2 separate regions of the Macaca mulatta genome follow, and region 1 is linked to region 2. Evidence: chromatin contacts called from public Hi-C data. All regions are on one chromosome and are shown on one strand. Each heading gives the region's core, a stretch centred on a gene start, on an enhancer-like site or on the middle of the called end of the contact. The rest is flanking DNA. Distances are from core to core; before and after follow the strand shown.

Region 1 (6,401 bases), core at 3,530-6,029, 67 kb after region 2:
AGTAATAAAAAAAAAATATGACACCATCATCTGCAATGACACATTGTCAGCATTTGGGGATATGATTAAGAAAAGGCATTTTCCGCCAGGCATGGTGGCTCACACCTGCAATCCCAGCACTTTGGGAGGCTGAGGCAGATGGATCACGAGGTCAGGAGATCGCGACCATCCTGGTTAACATCGTGAAACATTGTCTCTACTAAAAATACAAAAAAATTAGCCAGGCACGGTGGCAGGCACCTGTAGTCCCAGCTACTCAGGAGGCTGGGGCAGGACAATGGCGTGAACCCGGGAGGCGGAGCTTGCAGTGAGCTGAGATCGCACCACTGCACTCCAGCCTGGGTCACAGAGCGAGACTCCGTCTCAAAAAATAATAATAATAATAAATAAAAAAAAGAAAAGAAATTTCCTTGGGCCAGGCACGGTGGCTCATGCCTGTAATCCCAGCACTTTGTGAGGCCAAGGCAGGGGGACCACTTGAGCCCAGGAGTTGGAGACCAGCCCAGGCAACATGGCAAAACTCCGTCTTCTACTAAAAATACAAAAATTAGCCAGGTGTGGTGGTACACACCTGTAGTCCCAGCTACTTAGGAGGATGAGGCATGAGAATTGCTTGAACCCATGAGACGCAGGCTGCAGTGGGCTGAGATAGCACTACTGAACTCCAGCCTGGGTAACAGAGCAAGATTCTGTCTCAAAGGAAAAAAAAAAACAAACAAACCAAAAAAAAAAAAAAAAAAAGAAAAAGAAGAAAAAGAAAGAAAGAAAAAAGAAAAGAATATTTCTTAAGCAAAAACTGGAATCATTTTGTATGGTCTTTTGAAAATTACATTTTGAAATTAAAAGCACATTTTGAGTAGAGATTTGTTTCAAATCTAATTTCTATATTCAGGTTCCAACAAACAAACAGTATAAGGAGCCAAACAACCCAAGCACCTCCACCCTACTGTGGAGTTTTCTGGAAAAGCTTTCAACAAAGGAGTCTGAACAGTAAATGGCACTTGCCTAATTTTTACACTGTGCTTTAGAAACCCAGGAAGGAGGCCCACGGCACTCCAGAATTGAAGAATCACACAGTACCATACCAGGTTAACAGCATGTTTCAATTCTTTTGCCCCCAAAGCATGTAACTACAGAGCAACCGCTGACTTAACTTTGCAGCGCCCATAAGCAGTACTGTATCTGTTTCTTCACAAAGAACAAACTAACTTGATTTTTGTGGAAGTTAAATTGCCAACATCATATTGAGTTAAAGAGAAACAAAACAAAAATCAGAAGTTTCAGCCCATGCTGTATCTTTAAAAAAAAAATACATCCTTTGACCCCAAATAGATTAAAATTAAGCGCGATTAGTCTTCAACACCTCCTCCCTCCCACCACCATCAACATCACGCACTAGCTATATTTTCCAGGCCAGTTTCTTCATGGTAAAACACTTTCTCATGAGACTGCCTGTGGTCAGGGCTGACTATGTCACAGGAAAAAATGCTTCTCATGATCTCTAGATCATAGCACTTCCAGGTCTAGCATGAGCATTAAATACAGACACACCCGGAAACTGTAAATGATTTTAACAACAGGACATTTTCCCACCTCAAAAGTGGGATAATCTTTGCAGCCTACCTATGTCCCTGGGGTGTTCTGAGTATTAACAAGTTAGCATTAGTCAGGCACTTTGATTTCTACAGACAAAGGGCTCTGTATAAATACAAAGTATGATTATCCAACCCAACTGCCTTCTGGAGAGAGGCGGAAAGGCCACTGCTTCCATCATTGTCCTCTCAAGAGCAAAGCAACCTCCCAGTTATCTGCAGGGCAACACTCGTGAAAGTTGCGCTGTATCTGAGCCTCTGCTGCACCGTTCCCTTATATAGTCAATGAAGAGGGAACCCCTTCTGTGTGCATATTTTCAATTCACATTCCAAAACAGTATAGGCAATGAAACAGATTTTCGGCTGTGATTTATAGGCCTGGATGTGACGGGGCCAGGCACTGTGCTAGAATCACGCACATCACTTCTTCAGGATGTGGAGAAGTAAGGAGGCCCCTACAGAAAATCATGTTCCTGTATTTAAAGAATGTGCCAGTATGCGCACATATCTCAGTGAATGCCTACATATTAAGAATGATTTCACAAAGCCGTGCAAACCCCACCTGAGAACTAAAAAAATACATAAATTTTAAATCTAAATTTAATATAGATTTGAGCCTTTCCCTTGGCCTCTGGAGGAATCAATTTGAGATAATGACAACCTTGAAGATAATGAAATAGGTTACATAATATTAAAGACTAGAAGGTATTTCTGAGGGACACAGACATATAAGTAGACTCTCTGTATTACAGCACCTGCCTAACATCTTTAAAGAGAGGGACAAAATGTTGGCCTCTGATAAATTATGTTGTACCCTAGCCACAGACACTATGGTGTACTTTCCTTTAGTTGAGTTATTCATCTTTAGCTTTAAACATCAGAATATAGCCTTCAACAAAACGGTAATAGCCACTGGTTTGTCCAATGGTATTATGATTTAAAACACACACACATACACCACACAGTCAAGCTACTGAGGCAGGCATTCCTAAGTGAACTGTCTAGAAAAAGCTAAACTAATGAACAAAGTAATCCTGGGAAATCCTGTTCCATAAAACCATTAGTTGCAATAGGCTAATTCTCAATAAAAAGCCTGGCAAATTCTCAGAAGGCAAAAAGCCTCCTGAGCCTTAAGGGTTAACTCACTTGCCTTAAAATAAAAAAAAAGACACATATAATTTCCTTTTATCATAAAACAATGCATTTATTATTTTCTGTATATCTGTTAAAGGGCATGGCTTTTGGAGTGGAAAACAAAACAGAACTTGGTCACATGTTTATTTGCTTCAGCTACTCCCTTCCCCTTCTGATAAATAATCAAACATGCCATCCAGAAAAAACAAAACCAGCGAGCTGGGAAATTTGATGGTCATCAAATAGACTGAGATACCAAGAAAAGCAGCCCACTGTTCCCACACTGAGTTTTCAGCCCCCACACCTACACTAACATCTGAGTAAATACCTTCAGTCACTCTTTCCATTTTCCCTGCAATTACTCCTACTGTTAAACAAATTGTCCTTAAGGCAGTCGCAAACATCTTATTTTTTCTTGCAAAGGAGAACAACTTCTGAACATTCAAAAAAGCCATCATAGCCATAGCAATACACACACATGCACACGCACATACATACAATTATTTTATGTATTTAAATGTTTCTTCTATGAGAGGTTTGGACAACCCGAGACCATATTTCTTTCTCTATTCTAATAGATGCTGTTTTAGACACTAAATTTTAAAAATATTTAGTCTGGGGACTAGCAAACAAGGCTCACAGCAATAACAATTCTCTTAAGATAAAAAGAGCTAATTTTCCATTCCCTGTCTATTCCCTGACCACTATATAGTTAAAAAAGAAATATTAACACCTGGCTTACCAATTAAACTGAAGTTGGGGGTCAGGGAAGGGGGGTGTGGAGGGAGGGGAGAGAGGCAAAAGGAGTGACTACAGACAGGAAAAGGTGGAACCTTTTTAAAAAATGTCAAACCATGTGTTTAAAAAGTCATTTCAACAGAAAGGACTAAGAGAGCCGTTAGATCGCTCTTCTACTCAAGAGCCAGGAGGCAGCCCAAGTCCAAGGGCTTTTCCTGCCATACTGATGATCCACAAGGAAAATTTTGAAAAGAGCCTTCCAACATCAAAGTTAACAACCATCACAGAAAGTAAGGCAGGCTTCCCTTTCCCTCTGCAGCCCACTCCGTTGAAACAATAGGAATATGAATGAGATAATGACCGTGCGTGTTTCAGCAGTCTGACTTTTATTGGCATGAAATTGGTACAAATATTATCAAGCCTGATTCACAAATGATGACGGTGTCGTGATGCAAACATTAGGGGACAATTTTGTAGATGCAGAATTACAAAGGCACCATCCCCACATTCTCTTACTACTTGTGATAACAGGAAGAAAAAGAAGGCAACGCGAAACAATGTCACAGTAAGCAGAGAGAGGTTCCAATCTACGTTCAGCCTATAAAACTATCCTGACACCACCCGGCTGCTTACTTAGCTGATTATATCCAAAGACATATTTGAAAGCAAGAGTGAATTAAACAAGGAGTTAGAAGGAGACGGTCCTCTCAAATCTCTAAAAAGAAAAAAGCCTCTGATGGAGAGAGGAGGGAAGGGGGAGGAAAAAAAGCAGTAAACAAGTTGGATCATCTTATTTCGCCCTTCGGAGAATGTCTGCACAAGAACGGATCCCTAGTTTAAAAGTTTAACCCACCAAAAAAAATGTTTCTTTTTCTCTGGACACTTACAGAGAAAATGAAGAGTTTGGCGAAGGGAGCCCGTACTGTCTGCCTTTGGATTTCCGTCTTCTTGCTGTAGATGGGTTCTGGCTGTTTCTGTGAAGCGGGGGTTGCCGAGTGGTAAAAAAGATGTTTGAATAAACAGGAAGTACTGTGCGGCTGAAGCACACTCGAAGAGAAAACACACTGGAACATTGCCCTTTGTAGGCAACCTCAGGGAGGTTTGCCTCCACAGTAGCTGGCTGGGCTCTCACTAAATGACAAAGAAACCACAAGAATTCCTCAAGTAATTCTTCACTTTCAAAGTTGAAAGATCAGTTGGAGCTTGCAGGTAATTTTCAAAGTTGCATTTAGCACTTAAAGAAATCTATTAATGCCACACGTATCTAAACCGCTCCAGGTCTGCAAGCAGCGACACAGCACACGCAGTGTGCCCTGGCTAGACCAAGCCCTAGCCAAACACAGCTCATTCACGCAGACAAATACACACCAACAGGGTTTCGGGAAACCTGCTCTTGAGATATTTTTGTGGTGACATTTACATAGGCAGGATGCTTTAAAAAAAAAAAAAAAAGAAGAAAATTCAGATTTTGCAGACTTTAGAGGATTTTGTCACATGTATTTTTAAAGAACATATCGTCCCGTATTCCAGAGATATGCCTTGGATCTGGCTTTGACTGGCTGTCCTTTATATTTTCTTTCTCCACCATCAACCAAACTACCTGTTTATTTCCAGATGCCTAGCTTGCCTACTGGAACACTCCTTAACCCGCCCCAAAATGATTATCACTGTCCTGTCTTCCGTCACCGGAGTAATTCAACAGATACTGTAAAGAAAAGTAAACTGGTAAAGGCACAGCAAGTCAGCTTGAAAAATAAGAGGAAGAGTTGAACAGCCATATTCAATAACAAAAAAAAAAAAAAAAAGGAAGAAAAGGATTCCTTCTGAAAATGTATTGCTCTTGTGGCAATGTTCTTCTGCCACGGAAGCTACTGATTTGTTATTTAGAGTGGAATGCTGGACTGTCTGTCATCCAGGTGCTAATACTCGGCTAAAATAACTCATTGGGAGCTGTCAGTGGGATGTTTACATAGGCCCCAATCTTTTCTTCATAGAAGGAAATTTTTTACTGGAATTCATCTTCTTTTGATCTCACATTCAAAGCAACGGCAGCTTGATAGACATTCAAGTCTGAAAGCAAATCCAGACGCTGAAGATAAACCGCCAGAAAATGACAGGCAGAAGCATCTAAAGCTTATAAAAATGAAGAGAACAGCATGTCGCCTGAGTATTACAATAGCAGAAATCAAGAGACATATTAGGTGGAACTGATCAGCCACAAAAACAGTTCAAAAGGCAGATCATAGAAACAGAGGACTAGGCTAGGGGGAAAAAATGGGAAAGATCTGGTTTACTGCCTCATCTCCCTTCTGAGCCTCACAGTGCTTCCACGCCTGCCTTCTCCACTTTGGGAAGGGGTGGAGTATCCAATGCAAATGTTCCTCTCTAACTCAGCTGGTCCAGTTAGAGACCAGGAAATGATTTCCTAGCAATCCATTTTCAAGGGCCAGGAGAAAAAGGCAGACTCTTACCTTGCTCAGTGTCCAACATGCTGCATTTTATTAGCATCCCCTGCAGCTGCTCTGCGTTGCAGTATCAAAAGGCACACAGCCTGGGCGCCATGAAAGTGGGCGGTCAGGAAAACCATCTCTCAACAGAAGAGCTATAAGTAGTTCGAGATGGGGCTAGAGAGCTCTAAGCAGTCCAGTTCCCTAAAATGGCTAGTTATGGAATGAACACAAATGTTCCAGCCTCAGTCACACAAATAGATGTGTTCTGTCCTACAGATATGTAACAGCTCAACACCTAGTAGCTTTTAAGCCAACTAGGGCAGTTCTGTAAAGGAATTATCACAACTTTCTTAGAGACATGCAATTAAAAAAAAAAAAAGCCTCTTATTTTCATTAAAGTCAGTGCATACAATGAAATACTAATTATCCCAATAATTTTGTTCTTAAAGCTGTTTGTTAACAAACACTGAATGTGAACAGGCAGCAT
Region 2 (7,045 bases), core at 741-3,240:
TTCTTTGGGTTAAAAAATAATCCTCAATAGATTTCTTTCTTACGGGCTGGTATTGATCCATACTATTTTTTTAAAGAAAAAAATGTATTACTATGTGCCCCTTTACCTAGTCAAATTTATTTTTATTTGCATCTTCTTAATATTTGGTTGCTTATCTCATGCCTTAGAAATGACAGGTGCTTGCAGTCTCACTCTTGACAGGCCACTACACAAATAACTGTCTTGCCTGAAAGGGCTAATGCAGTACTAATGAACAATAAATCAACTTTGATTATCAAGTGTCAGCCCAATGCGTTTTCAGTTCAGCTCTATCACATCCTACAGTAAGTCAGCCAGTGTCTCTGGGTAGGCAGTCTGTATTTTGGTTTCATTTTTACACACTTTTCACTGAAATGTGTCAGGCAGCTACAAAGAATCACATTAAAATAGATACAGACCTTTTTTCAATTTATGCAAAGGGCATCAATTAGGACAACGTGCTTCAGTCTTCAACTGATTTACTTAGTGGTCAATCTTAATAACCAAGGAAGCTTTGTATTCTTTTAAACAACAGTAACAGCAACACACACATCAAACCCTAAACTAGAATCTTAATGTGATCATGTTCCAGCTCTTTGGCACTAACATGCTAGCTTGCGCTCTTTACCACATAAACCACCTCTGATTGCATATATACATTCCTCTTGGAAAACTCATTATATGAAAACAAACAAATAAAAACAGCAAAACAGGGCCGCTTTTAAAATAAAAATGCACTTGCTTTAAACTTTAAAAAATTTGGCTTAACACTGCCTTCCTAATGATAAAATAAATGTAACTTATTTTTTTTTCTTAAGCAGATTAGTCATTGATAGTATGATTCACATTTCCTGTTATCAGGCTTAATTTTTCCCCCAAATGTGTCACTTTTAGAATGCTGGAATCTATGGAAATGAGGTGATTTGCATTTTTAAATTGGTTTGATTAGAACATTTGATTTGTTTGGACAAAAATATAAAATTACTAGATATTTTACTTTTAACTGTCAGGACTTGAAGGAGTTAATCCCAAAGAGGAAGAGTCTATATGTACTTTGCTCTAAAACTTTACCACCCACTTCCTAAAGGTCCTCTCCTTCCCATCACCACACTTGGGGAGGGGGGAAATAAAAGTCCCGTTTCCACTGACCGTCTTTCATGCAGTTCTGACAGTTGAGTTAGCTACATTCAGAGCCGATTCAGCTGGGAGTACCCCGTGGCAATTCCTCAGTCTGCTGCACGTCCAAACCCAAACCCCGCTCACTACTTAATTAACCAGCCAAGTAATGCAACAGAGGCTTAGAATCCCCAACCTGCCAGAGTGTTCCATTCGCTCGCTCGCCTGCTCCGGTGTGGGGCTCTGTGCCTCTCCCTCCCCCTTTACTGTGTGTGAACTCCTCGAATTTGAACAGCTAAGCTGAAAATAGCCTAGACAGATATAGAAACAAACTATCAGAAGCAAAGAAACATCCACATGGGTTACATTGAGATGGAAGGCTCCTTGTATATTTCACACGCTCTGAAAGTGACAGAAATCACACCCCAGATACGTCCCCCGAATGGAGTGATGGCGAGGGCTTCACCAAAGTGGCTGCGTGAAGGCCAGACCGGCAGAAAATGAATCGCAAACGAAAAAGAGAGAGAGAGAAACACACAAGCAGGACTTCCTCCAACTCTCAACTACACCCCACCCATGAACATTTAAAAAAAGAGAGCGAGAGTGTGAGCCAGAGAGCAAGGGTGGGGGGGGGATCTCTCTCCAGGACCCACAGGCCTGCAGCTCCTTCTTACCCCTCTCCTCCCTCCCCGCCTCCACTTCCAGAGCGCAACTCCTACCCAAGTTGGTAAACAGCGAGGATGAGGATGATTTTTTAAAAGACTCAACTTCAGAACCCTCGGGCTCTCCTGCCTTCCCCAGCGAGGCCCCCAGGAAGCGGGCGCCGCGGAGCCGGGGGAAGGAGAGCGAAACCGGCAAAGATCAATCAGAAGGACCAACCTGACACTCTCCATGTAGCCGCCAGGCGCGCGGAGCCGGGCTCGGGGCGCCCGCGCGGGCCGGGCGTGGGGTCCGGCGGCCTCGGCGTGCAGGCGGACTGCACGCGCGCAGGGGCGCTCCGGCTCGCGGGCTGACAAGACGCGCCGCGCCGCGCCCACCCGCCCCGCCCTGCTCCACCAATCACAACCCGCCTCTAAACACCCCGCGCCGCGCCGCGCCGCGCCCCACACAATGGGCTCCGCGGCCCGCGCCCCGCGCCCGCGCGCCCCGGCCCCCTCCGCGCGGCAGGTGAAATCACGCTCGGGTGCAACCCTGCTTTTGTCTGGAGAGCAACTCCACTTAATAGCTGTTAACCCGGTGACCCGCCTCCGGCTGACGTCTGGGTCGGCCGGGCTCGGCGCGCACCGCTCCCTCTGGCCGGGGCTCTGCGGGGCCGGGGCTGCCGGCGGGGCGGCGTGTTTGTTTCGTCTTTGAAACTGACAAAGAGTTGTCCTAACCTTTCCGAGAAACCCGGGAGGCCGAAGAGGGGCACCTGGCGCTGGCGGCGCCAAGCCGACAGCTCCAAGCAACTGTTCGGCTTCGGGAGGGGACGTGGGTCTCCCAGACAGCGCAGAGAAGCGCTTTCCTCGAAAACCGCCCTGGGAGGAGAACTTTCGCTTCACGTCGGGGGTTTCACAGAGCCTCGGCCTCCCCACACCCCTTTCTTTCCCAGAGTCGGGCTCGCCAAAGTGTGCCAGTGCGCACCGAGGAAAACTAAGCCGACGCGGGGTGGAAATAAATAACAACGTGCCTCGTCGCTGAACCAGGCAACTTCCCCTCTAGAACGACAGCTGCCGAAGAAAGCATCTGCCACACGTTTGCTAAGAAATAATTCTTTAAATTCCTTTCTTATTTATACAACAATAGCAACAACAAAACCTACTCTCAATAAGCACTTTAGGATGACCTTCTCTATTAGAAATAGTCACTGCTCTTTCAGGCTATTGAAAGCTGAGTTACAGTGTTTTTTTTAAAAAGTCAACAATATGCTAAACTTTGTTGGCTCAACTGACACGATTTAAGCGTCAGGTTAATCTAGTCCGTTTCGGCGACTCTAAAAAATCACCTATTTACCACCTTCAAACTTGGAGAAAAACTTCCTGGCCTGTATATTTTTTTAAAGACACACACACAAAATCCACACACACATTTTTATTCTTTTTCTCAAAATATTAGAGGAAAAGGAATAATGTGACATCAATGAATACCTATTTGCCCTCAAAAAAAAAAAAAAAAAAAAAAAAAGGCAACAAAATCTGACCCAGTAATTCCAGGAGTTTTACTTGAAAGTACATTTTGATGTGAGGTGTATTAAATGCAGGTTACTACAAACCATAAAGAATATTGGTAATATTTCCAATCAAGCAAATGCCTGAATTTCAACAGGGTCAGCGGGGAGCAGACAATTCCCTCTTTACTCTGGCTGTAAAAGAGACAAGCGCGAAGTGACCATCAACGTATGATCAGATGTTAAATGGGCACAGCGCAGATCGCTCTTCACCCTAAAGTGTTTTTGTGTCAGATACCAAATTTATTAATGGGATTTTTTCAGGTCACAAAATGTGACCCCACCCTCTCATGAATATTCAACAGAGAACCAAGGGCGCTTCTGGGGGGTAGAAGGGCCTTAAATCTGCCAGAAAGTCCCCTGATTATCAGTAGAGTTCTGACTCTTAAAGAGACAAGGTGCTCTTTCCGGAGGGGCTGGCAGAGAGCCCCAACGGCAGGAAATAAAAATAAAGGAAGTGCTGTCCAACCAATGTACAGGGAGAAAGTGGAAAGAATCATTTCAAAACGCCTAAGTGACTTTCTTTTTCCCAAAGTATTAAAATTGAGTTTTAATGTTTATAAACAAAAACTGGGATGTACTTTGAATATGCAATGTATTTTTATTTTAGAAACTACGTTCTTCATGAGGCATCTATAAAACTCATGCATGCTTTTAGAATGTGGACTAACTCCTTTGCAGGTCAGTGTTTATCAGCTAATAGTCTCCAGGTGCATCAAAACAAACAATAAACAAGCAAACAAAAAACATTACAGACGCTCATGACCCAGCTGTGGAGACAAGCCTTAAACAAAATAATTAGAGAGTGATGCAATGCAGTGCTTACTCAAGTACTAAATTGCACAGTGGTGGCTGTAAGCACCATGGGACCACAAAGGAGGAGGAGATCACTAGGAGGAGGGGTCTGGGAAGGCCCCTTGGGGAGGTGGCATTTAAAGGCTGATGGTTTGGATAAGGGGGAGGTGACAAAAGAGAGAGGGAAATGGCTTGGCACACTAACTCAGAAGCCACCTGGAGCCCATCTTGCCCTCTCTCCAAACAGACAGATGATATGGTGACTCAGAGACTACTTCTGGGCAAGGAAATGTCCCATCAGTGATAAACCTGGATAAACTACGTATGCCCAGGTCACTTTGGTTAATTCTAAACTCCTGTGGTCCTGTGCACTTGCCCTGTGTTTGGGATTCAGGAAGAACTGGAACTTCCATAACTGGAGTATAATATAAAATGTTAAAACCAATAGTAACTCATAAGACTTCGTTAAAACCATTGATTAATCACTATGAGCGCCAGGTCATTTTAGAAAAGCTGAATAAGAAAGGCCAACAAAAATATTTTGGATTGTGGGTGTTTTAACAGTTTCATGCAGTTGTCATAATCTGAACACAAATTCCAGCCCCCATTGTACAGAGGAGGAAACTGAGGTTTAGAAAAGCAAAGTGATTTCTCCTAAGAATTAAACATGGCCAGGTGCAGTGGCTCATACTTATAATCCCAGCACTTTGGGAGGCCAAGGCAGGAAGACTGCTTAAGCCCATGGGTTTGAGACCACCCTGGGCAACATGGTGGGACTCCGTCTCCAAAAATACACACACACACACACACACACACACACACACACACAGTGAGCCACGTGTGACTGTGCATGCCTATAGTCCCAACAACTTGGGAGACTGAGGTGGCAGGATCACCTGGAGCTCAGAAGTTCAAGGCTGCAGCAAGCTGTGATCGCACCACTGCACTCTAGCCTAGGCAACAGAGCAAGACTCTGTCTTAAAAAATAAAGAAATTAAAAAATAAAACATACTACAGGCCTTCAAGAGGAAGCAGATACTGGATAATTACAGAAAAAGAGAAGCCATAATAAAATAAAATGAATACCTGTGGTGGTGGTGGTGGGGGGGGGGGTGGTGGATATTGACGGGTAGGCCAATGTTTAAGGAAGAGTAAAGGAAATGCTAAATACCATACTTTAAAAATATTTTTGATGCCCACATCCTAACACCCACAACAGATACAGCTCTTGTTCAAACACCACATATTAAGAAACCTGTCAGTTGCTAAATGAGTCCATTGTGCAGCTGGCTGTGCACTTAAGAACAGATTACTATGATCCCACACCAAACTCTAACCACCAAATAACACACCTGGGACTAAAATCATGTATTATATTTGGTTCTGCTGAGCCTTAGCCTTGAACACAGAAGAAAGTGAAAGGTTTTACTGCCCATTCGGAGCTGAGAATGGAGATAAGATGTATTAAAGGAAGAGTCAGGAGGAGCGTCTCCTCAGGACATTATTCTGTACACTGATGAATGGCCCTGTGGTGAGGCTGATACGGCAATGGTCCCTGGCCCACGTGGTCCTCAGTTACAACGAAAAGGCCTGCTTTTGCCAGAAGCTGCTTGGAAATAACTACAGAAAGGATATGAGCATGGGGCGAAAAATCAACTGTGTGATCAGAGGCCAAAACCTTAATTCAAGTTTGCTGTCTTCTTCTGAACAACACTTGTGTTAACACAACACACATTTTCTTTCCCCTTTCCAATTAATTTAATGGAGTATCCAGGACATACTCTGAAATGACAGAACTTAAAGAGATTCAACCAACTGATTCTGTTGCTGGAGAGAAAAAGCTAAAGCAACAGGAATACAAAATGTAAGCCCAGTAATATGCCTGATGGCCTACCCAGGGAAGCTCGCCTCCCCAGAAGGAGGACAGCTTTAAGTATTTCTCCAAAGAATGCCAACGGGGCAGCCAATTAGACTTACTAAATTGCAACAGCAATGCCCCATTCCTGAGATCTGGGGATTTGTCTCCAAGGAACCACCATTCTGTGTTGATTTAAGCAGTGCTTTTACTTAAAAATATAAATTAATACATCATCCATCTACAGGGAGCTAAGGCAGTTAGCTCCATATTGATATTGTTTATGTCACTGTTATGCGTATGTTGACAATGAAGCTAATTATGTTGTTTTTCTTCTGTGCCTGCAAGTTTGGCCGGGGGAAAACACTGAGTTCTCACTGTTCCATAGGAGTTTTAATTCCCCTTAATGCATCCTCCAAATTGCCGTTTGCATTTTCATGTAATGCAACATTTTATAATGTCACTGCTTCTGGTTAATTTGTATATACACAGTATGACATGTCAACATTCAGGTGACTTATGAGTATGATGAGCTTTGGAAAATATCAACCTAAAAACAAACCCCTATTCTAAAAGCATTCATAAGCATCAGAGGTAAACAAAATCATGACAGAAAAGAAAAATGACAACATACTTTCCTAACTGTGCATCTAACTAACAGTAATAAACTACCCTCTCTCATTTATGATAAAACCATAATCCCTTGTTTTAACATAATGTAAAATTTGTTAATGGACTGTTTCTGCCATGAGGTTAGAACAGATTACACGGAAGTGTGCAAAGTTCTTGAAAAGGTACATGTTTTGGGGCAGTAGAGCATGTCCCAAAGTGCCGTATCCTTCAGATATCAGGGGGAAAAAATCATTGCCGCCACCACCACCACCAAGTATGATTTGTTATTTCCCTCCCGAAGAGTGACAGTATTTTTGGCCCACCCACAGGCAAACCCTCGATTTTTAAGCATAACCAGAAATGGGGCACTGAAGGGGAAAGAAAAGATGGCTCTTGGGGAATGAAATTACATTTTAATTTTTTTTTAACGTTTAATTATGTAG

What was found. A called contact is a pair of places that touch in the nucleus more often than the background predicts.
Region 1: a contact with region 2 is called in a Hi-C map of liver, with 3 times the contacts expected there. The contact joins two enhancer-like sites. A contact is called at or near these places in 2 of 14 Hi-C or Micro-C datasets (CD4 T cells and liver).

The regions. Positions count from the first base shown.
Region 1 is chr2:134,621,507-134,627,907 of T2T-MMU8v2.0, forward strand. The region is part of intron 4 of FOXP1 (forkhead box P1); the gene reads right to left. Among named protein-coding and RNA genes, the nearest start is that of FOXP1, 370 kb to the right of the region's middle. Within about 2 kb of position 4,780, at least 22 of the 40 cell types and tissues checked have an H3K27ac peak or open chromatin away from gene starts, as enhancers often do. A contact at or near this core is called in CD4 T cells and liver, where this site is marked.
Region 2 is chr2:134,557,786-134,564,830 of T2T-MMU8v2.0, forward strand. All of the region lies in intron 5 of FOXP1 (forkhead box P1), which reads right to left. Among named protein-coding and RNA genes, the nearest start is that of FOXP1, 430 kb to the right of the region's middle. Within about 2 kb of position 1,991, at least 24 of the 40 cell types and tissues checked have an H3K27ac peak or open chromatin away from gene starts, as enhancers often do. A contact at or near this core is called in CD4 T cells and liver, where this site is marked.